Linked DNA regions of Sus scrofa: region 1 is linked to region 2. A link is a contact called in public Hi-C data. All regions are on one chromosome and are shown on one strand. Each heading gives the region's core, a stretch centred on a gene start, on an enhancer-like site or on the middle of the called end of the contact. The rest is flanking DNA. Distances are from core to core; before and after follow the strand shown.

Region 1 (2,700 bases), core at 65-2,564, 400 kb after region 2:
CCTGCATAACCTAGAACTCTACAGGAGGGGAGAACAGGGTCCAAAAAACTGTTTTCCAAACTCCAAAAGTACAGGAGAGCCAAGAGTATTTTGTACATTATATGCGCCCACAGTTTAAATTGAATCTGAATTTCAAAGAGAAGCGTCCAAACAGGGGTGAGATCACAATGCCTGGAACCACTCCCGAAGAAAAAACAAAACAACAACAAAAAAAAAACAATAAGCAAAACAAGTTTTCCTTCACATCCTCAACCTGTGATTAATGGGGGGGGGGGCGGGGGGCGGAGCAAGGAGGCTGTTTTAAAAGACCAATAACAGAAACGATCCAAGTGAAACTCCCGTCAATGCTAAGGCACCCGGCCCCAGGAAAGCAGACCCCACAGGTGCAGGGTAGCCAAGCCCACAATGAGTAGGATGCTGAAAATTCTAGGTCATATAACAGGAGTTGGATCTTGACAATCAGGCCTCGTCCAAACGTTTTTTTTGCATCAACTAGAAAAAAGTTAAACTGAAGTTGCAAAGTTTAATTGATGCTGAGGGATTAAGCTGTAGTGACCTCATGTTTACGCCCATCTTCTAGGAGTAATTTGGTTCGTGCACAGGAGGTTACGCCCCAGGCAGAAATGCCTTTTGTGTTTACCCACAGTTCAGTAACAATGCGATCGAAGTTTATTCTCAGAGTTCCGCGGCTTCCCCGCACTCGGCTCTACCCGCCGCGCTCCAAGTAAGGCAGGCAGACGCGAACCGGGAAGAGAAGGCAGGACCCACCGCGCACGACGCCCGCGACCCCGCGTGTCCCAGCGCGGGCAGAGCGCGCGTGCGAGGAAGGAGGGAGGGTGTGGGCTTACCCCTGCAGCTGCTGCTTCTGCTGAACCTGCAGCCTCGAGGCCCCACCACTCTGGGTCTCCTGCGGCACTTTGGAGCGCACCGCTTGCCTGCCTTGTTTGGCGATCGGGGCGGCCGCCGGGTGACCGCCGGGCTTGGGGTGGAGCTGCCCGCCGGGGCCCCCGGGACGGGCGGACTCCGGCGGTGGCGGTGGCAGCCGGAGCCCCTGCAGGGCCGCGCCGCCGGTCGGGCTGGTGCGCCGCGTCCGCTCCGAGGGGGCCCCGGCGCCCCCCGAGCTGCGGCTGTACCTGGCGTTGAGTGCGACGTTGAAGGTCCGCGGGCGCGCCGGCCCGCCCAGGGGCAAGGCGCCCGCCGCCAGGCCGGGGCCCGGGCGCACCACGTAGGTGATCCTCCGCACCCGGCCGTGCGCGGACGACGCGAGCAGCCCTGCCCAGAGCAGGAGCCCCCACCTGAGCCAGGCCCCCGCCATCGCGGGCCACAGCCGGCGCCTCCGGCCCCCGCCCCCGGCCGTGCGGCTCGCCCGGTGCGGCCGCCTGCGCGCGCTTAGGCTCCTCGGTAAACTGCCGGGAGCCGGGGAAAAGTGGGGAGGAGGAAAACTCGGTTGCAGGGGAGGAAGTTCTGAGGGCGGCTGAGCTGCCCCAGACCCCAGCCGAAAGCAGCGGGGAGGAGGGGGCGGGGTGGGGGTGGGGAGCGCGAGGCCCGGGAGGGGAGGGGCGAGGGGCGCGGGCTTTGCTAGGTGAAGGTCCACTCGCCGCGCCGGGGGGCGTAGGGGGTGCCCCGCCCGCGGCCCGCCGAGAGTGGGCGAGGGCGGGTGTGAGCGCGCGGGACGCTCAGCTGCAGCCCAGGCTGCAGAGTCTTTAAAAAGTTTCTCTCGCAGTGGAACCGAGTGTCAGATCTGAACAGCCAATCTCCGGCAGACGTGACGTCAGGCAGTAAATCCTAATTGGGGAAAGCGTGAGATGAGCCCGAGAACGCGCCGCCACCCTCCACATCCACATAGATTGTTACTGCGGGTCGGCAAGGCAGAGGTCCCCGCTCCCTGGTCCTGTGTCCCAGAAAAGGACAAAGAACTCAGCAAACTCACTGAACGGAACTTTCCTGCTAGAAGCCCGGCTGAACTCGTTTGAGACTGTTTGAAAGGCATTTCCAGTCATTTTCTTAGCCATGTTTGCTCAGATACTTTCTGCGGGTATTGGATTAAAATACCAGATCAGGCCCCAGAAAGGACTGCTCAGAGTGTGCAGTGATGTCCATCGGAAAATGTTTAGGTGGTTCTCTTTGGGACTATAAACTCCGCCTGAATGTTTCGGGTCTGCAACTTCTGGTACCCTATTCCTCGCTGGGCATGTACCAGGACGGGCAGCAGGGGGCGCCCGCGTAGACGGGGAAAACCCGCAGTAAGACTCGCCCCCAGGAGCAGCCCTGCTCTTGGTGAGGAGACCTCTAGGACAGGAATACAGGATTTAGGATCCATGACAACATCAAGCCATTCTTAGTATTTTTTTAAAGCAAAATCAGTTCCTTAGACCCTTATCCGAAAGGAAAGGCAACTCACTGGAAATGACCCAAAACACATTAATAGGATTATGATGTCCCAAGGGAGAGTCCCTGGGATCACGATGTTTTTTGTTTTTTTTTTTGCGAGGAGGGGGGAAAGACCATGAAATAATAATACTTACTTTTAGCATTTAAATTAAAAACAATGGTTCCAACAGAATGCACAGTTTCATTACATGCATGCCATAGAAAACCCGTGGTCAGAACAGTTTTTGTTTTTTTTTTAATCCATTTAACTAAGAATGGTGGTCTGTTTCCAAGGCTTTGTTGTTCATATTCATATTTATTTGTGCCTTA
Region 2 (2,700 bases), core at 83-2,582:
ATAAAATAAAATGAAAATACATGCTGAACCTTTCCTAAAAGAGTTTCCATAACAACAGGGATACCATAAGCCACGTGTTGGGTCTGTGAACAAAACAGGCACAAAGTTCCTACAAATCAGTAAGAAAAAGACACCAAGTCCAACTCCCCAAATGGGCAAAGGATATGACACTCACCAACAAAGAAATACAAATCATCTATACACAAAACATGCTCAAATTCCCTCGGAATAAGGGCTATGCATGTAAGATACCCATCTGTCCCACCTGATAACAATTTTAAAGGCGAAGCATACCCCATGGTAAGAGGGTAGGAGGAAAAAGGCATTTCAAACATTGCCAATGTGAGAGTACATTTGTACAGGAGTTTTGCAGAGGAATATAGCAACTTTAAAGTACATATACTTCTGGACGTAGTGTTTTCATCTGTAGGAATTTTCTTCCCAAGGTACTTCTACAGTTATATATTAGATATTTATAATAGGAAAATCAGGACTAGGACAGGGCAGGGGCTGGGGGGTCAGAGAACCCAAATGCCCAGCGCTTGAGGTGATTAAGACATGGTGCAGGCATACTTTGTATTACTGTGCCTTAGTTTACGGAACTTTTCACAAATTGAAGGTTTGTGGCGACCCTGCATCAAGCAAGTTTATTGGCACCGTTTTTCCAGCAGCATTTGCTCATTTGTATGTATGTCATTTTGGCAGTCCTCACCATATTTCAAACAAGTATTGCTACCTTTTTTTTGGCTTTTGCTCTTTAGGGCCACATCCTCGGCATATGGAAGTTCCTAGGCTAAGGGTCGAATCAGAGCTGCAGCTGCCAGCCTACACCACAGCCACAGCAACGCAGGATCTGAGCCGTGTCTTTGACTGCCACCACAACTCACGGCAATGCCAGATCCTTAACCCACTGAGCGAGCCCAGGGATCGAACCCACATCCTCATGGATCCTAGTTGGGTTCATTAACTGCTAAGCCATGAAGGGAACTCCTATTATTATTACTTATTTGTTATGGTGATCAGTGATCTTTGGATGTTAGTGTTGTAATTATTTTTGGGTGCCACAAACCCTATCCACATGAGACAGAAAATGTAATTGATCGTTGAAGCAAAGGATTAGAATATTACATGAACTGAGTTGATAAAGCAGTGGCAGGGCTTGATAGGGCTGACTTGAATTCTGAAAGAAGTTCTACTGTAGGTAACATGCTATTAAAGAGTATTGCATACTGCAGAGAAATTGTCTGTGAAGGAAGAATCAACTGAGGTGGCAAACGTCACTGTTGTCTTAAGAAATTACCACAGGCACCCCCACCTCCAGCAACCATCACCCTCATTAGTCAGCAGGCATCGACATCCAGCCTCCACTAGCAAAAGGATGACTCATGGAAGACTCTGATCACAGTCAGCATTTTTCAGCAATCCAGTACTTTTCCATTAAGGTACGTGCCTTGTTTTAATAGACATATTGCTATTGCACACTTAATAGATGGCAGTACAGTATAAATATAACTTTTATATACCCTGGGAAACTAAAATTTTGGGTAACTTGCTTTATTGCAATATTCCCTTTATTATGGGGTCCTGGAACCAAACCCATAATATCTCCAAGGTCTGCCTGTACATCCATAAAACAGAGGCTGTGCAGCCATTTAAAAGTCACCATCTTTATTCAGTTCTAAGATAGCCTAGATTGTAAGGCATATCTGGATAACATTGAAATGTGAAAAAATGGCTTGTGGCCATTGATAGATGCCATCAGTTGTAAGATACCCCCAATTTCAGAGATGCAGAAGCATAAAACAGAAACCAAAGTGTGCCTTAAATCAATGATACAGATTTCAGCTTTACATATTCTCTTAAATATAAATGTGTAACAATAAGTAATATAAATAATAAGAATCGATGTGTATAAAAAAACACATGGAAGATTAAAAAATATAAACTGTTAAGAGTGAACACCTTCAAGGAGCAGAGTTCTGCTGTGATGAGGAAGCTAGAGGGGGACATAATGTCTGATTAGTTATTCAGAAGGAATATATATTAAAAAAAATTAAACAGCCAAAAAAAATTTGCTTAAATAGAAAGTGTAAGGTATGAGCATCATGAGAAGGTAACTTAAGCCCCACTATATTTGTTTCCTGCAGATTTCACCTTCCTCTCCTGTGGCATCTGCCTCCAGGAACAGAGGCAGCAGCAATGCTAGTGAGATGCCACACTCCTCGTGTTCCTGCTCTTCCTACATCCTCCCCATTCGCACAACAAGCCAACCAGAGAGATGCCTTCATTTTACAAATGATCTTCACTGGGTGAGGTTATTTTTCCCAGGTCCAGCACCTGCTGAATCTGAATTCCAGAATCAGACTGTTTGGCCCCAGAACACACACTCTTTCCATTTCGGGGCTACTCTTCTTCTTACCATCTATATCTTTACATATTGGCTCTTCATCCTCTGCTATTCTTTTTCTGTCATTTCAAATTATTTTCTTTTTTATGCTACATTGGTTTGAAGTTACTTCCAAGCTAAAAAACCTAATTTATTAAAGAGCTAACAACTCAACAGCAAAAAAGCCCAAGAACCCAGTAGAAAAATGGGCAAGAGAACTAAATAGACATTTCTCCAAGGAAGATATACCGATGGCCAACAAGCACTTGAAACAATGCTCAACATCACTGATTATTAGAGAAATGAAAATCGAA

Evidence for each region. Hi-C and Micro-C count contacts between places; a contact is called where the count stands out from the background.
Region 1: a Hi-C map of embryonic fibroblasts shows a contact between it and region 2, with 2.7 times the contacts expected there. The contact joins the promoter of LTBP1 here to the enhancer-like site in region 2. A contact is called at or near these places in 16 of 47 Hi-C or Micro-C datasets (embryonic fibroblasts, epiblast stem cells, fetal heart ventricle and 10 more) and 1 of 2 datasets of contacts at active chromatin or transcription factors (skeletal muscle).

What each region holds. Positions count from the first base shown.
Region 1 is chr3:106,723,224-106,725,923 of Sscrofa11.1, forward strand. It overlaps LTBP1 (latent-transforming growth factor beta-binding protein 1), which reads right to left and starts at 1,315. Exons shown (of 36, transcript XM_021087653.1): 1 at 849-1,315. The coding sequence starts at 1,315. LOC110260038 (a long non-coding RNA gene) reads left to right here and starts at 273. Exons shown (of 2, transcript XR_002342794.1): 1 at 273-724; 2 at 1,724-2,700.
Region 2 is chr3:106,327,364-106,330,063 of Sscrofa11.1, forward strand. All of the region lies in intron 33 of LTBP1 (latent-transforming growth factor beta-binding protein 1), which reads right to left. Among named protein-coding and RNA genes, the nearest start is that of RASGRP3, 110 kb to the left of the region's middle. Within about 2 kb of position 1,333, at least 5 of the 83 cell types and tissues checked have an H3K27ac peak or open chromatin away from gene starts, as enhancers often do. A contact at or near this core is called in embryonic fibroblasts, where this site is marked.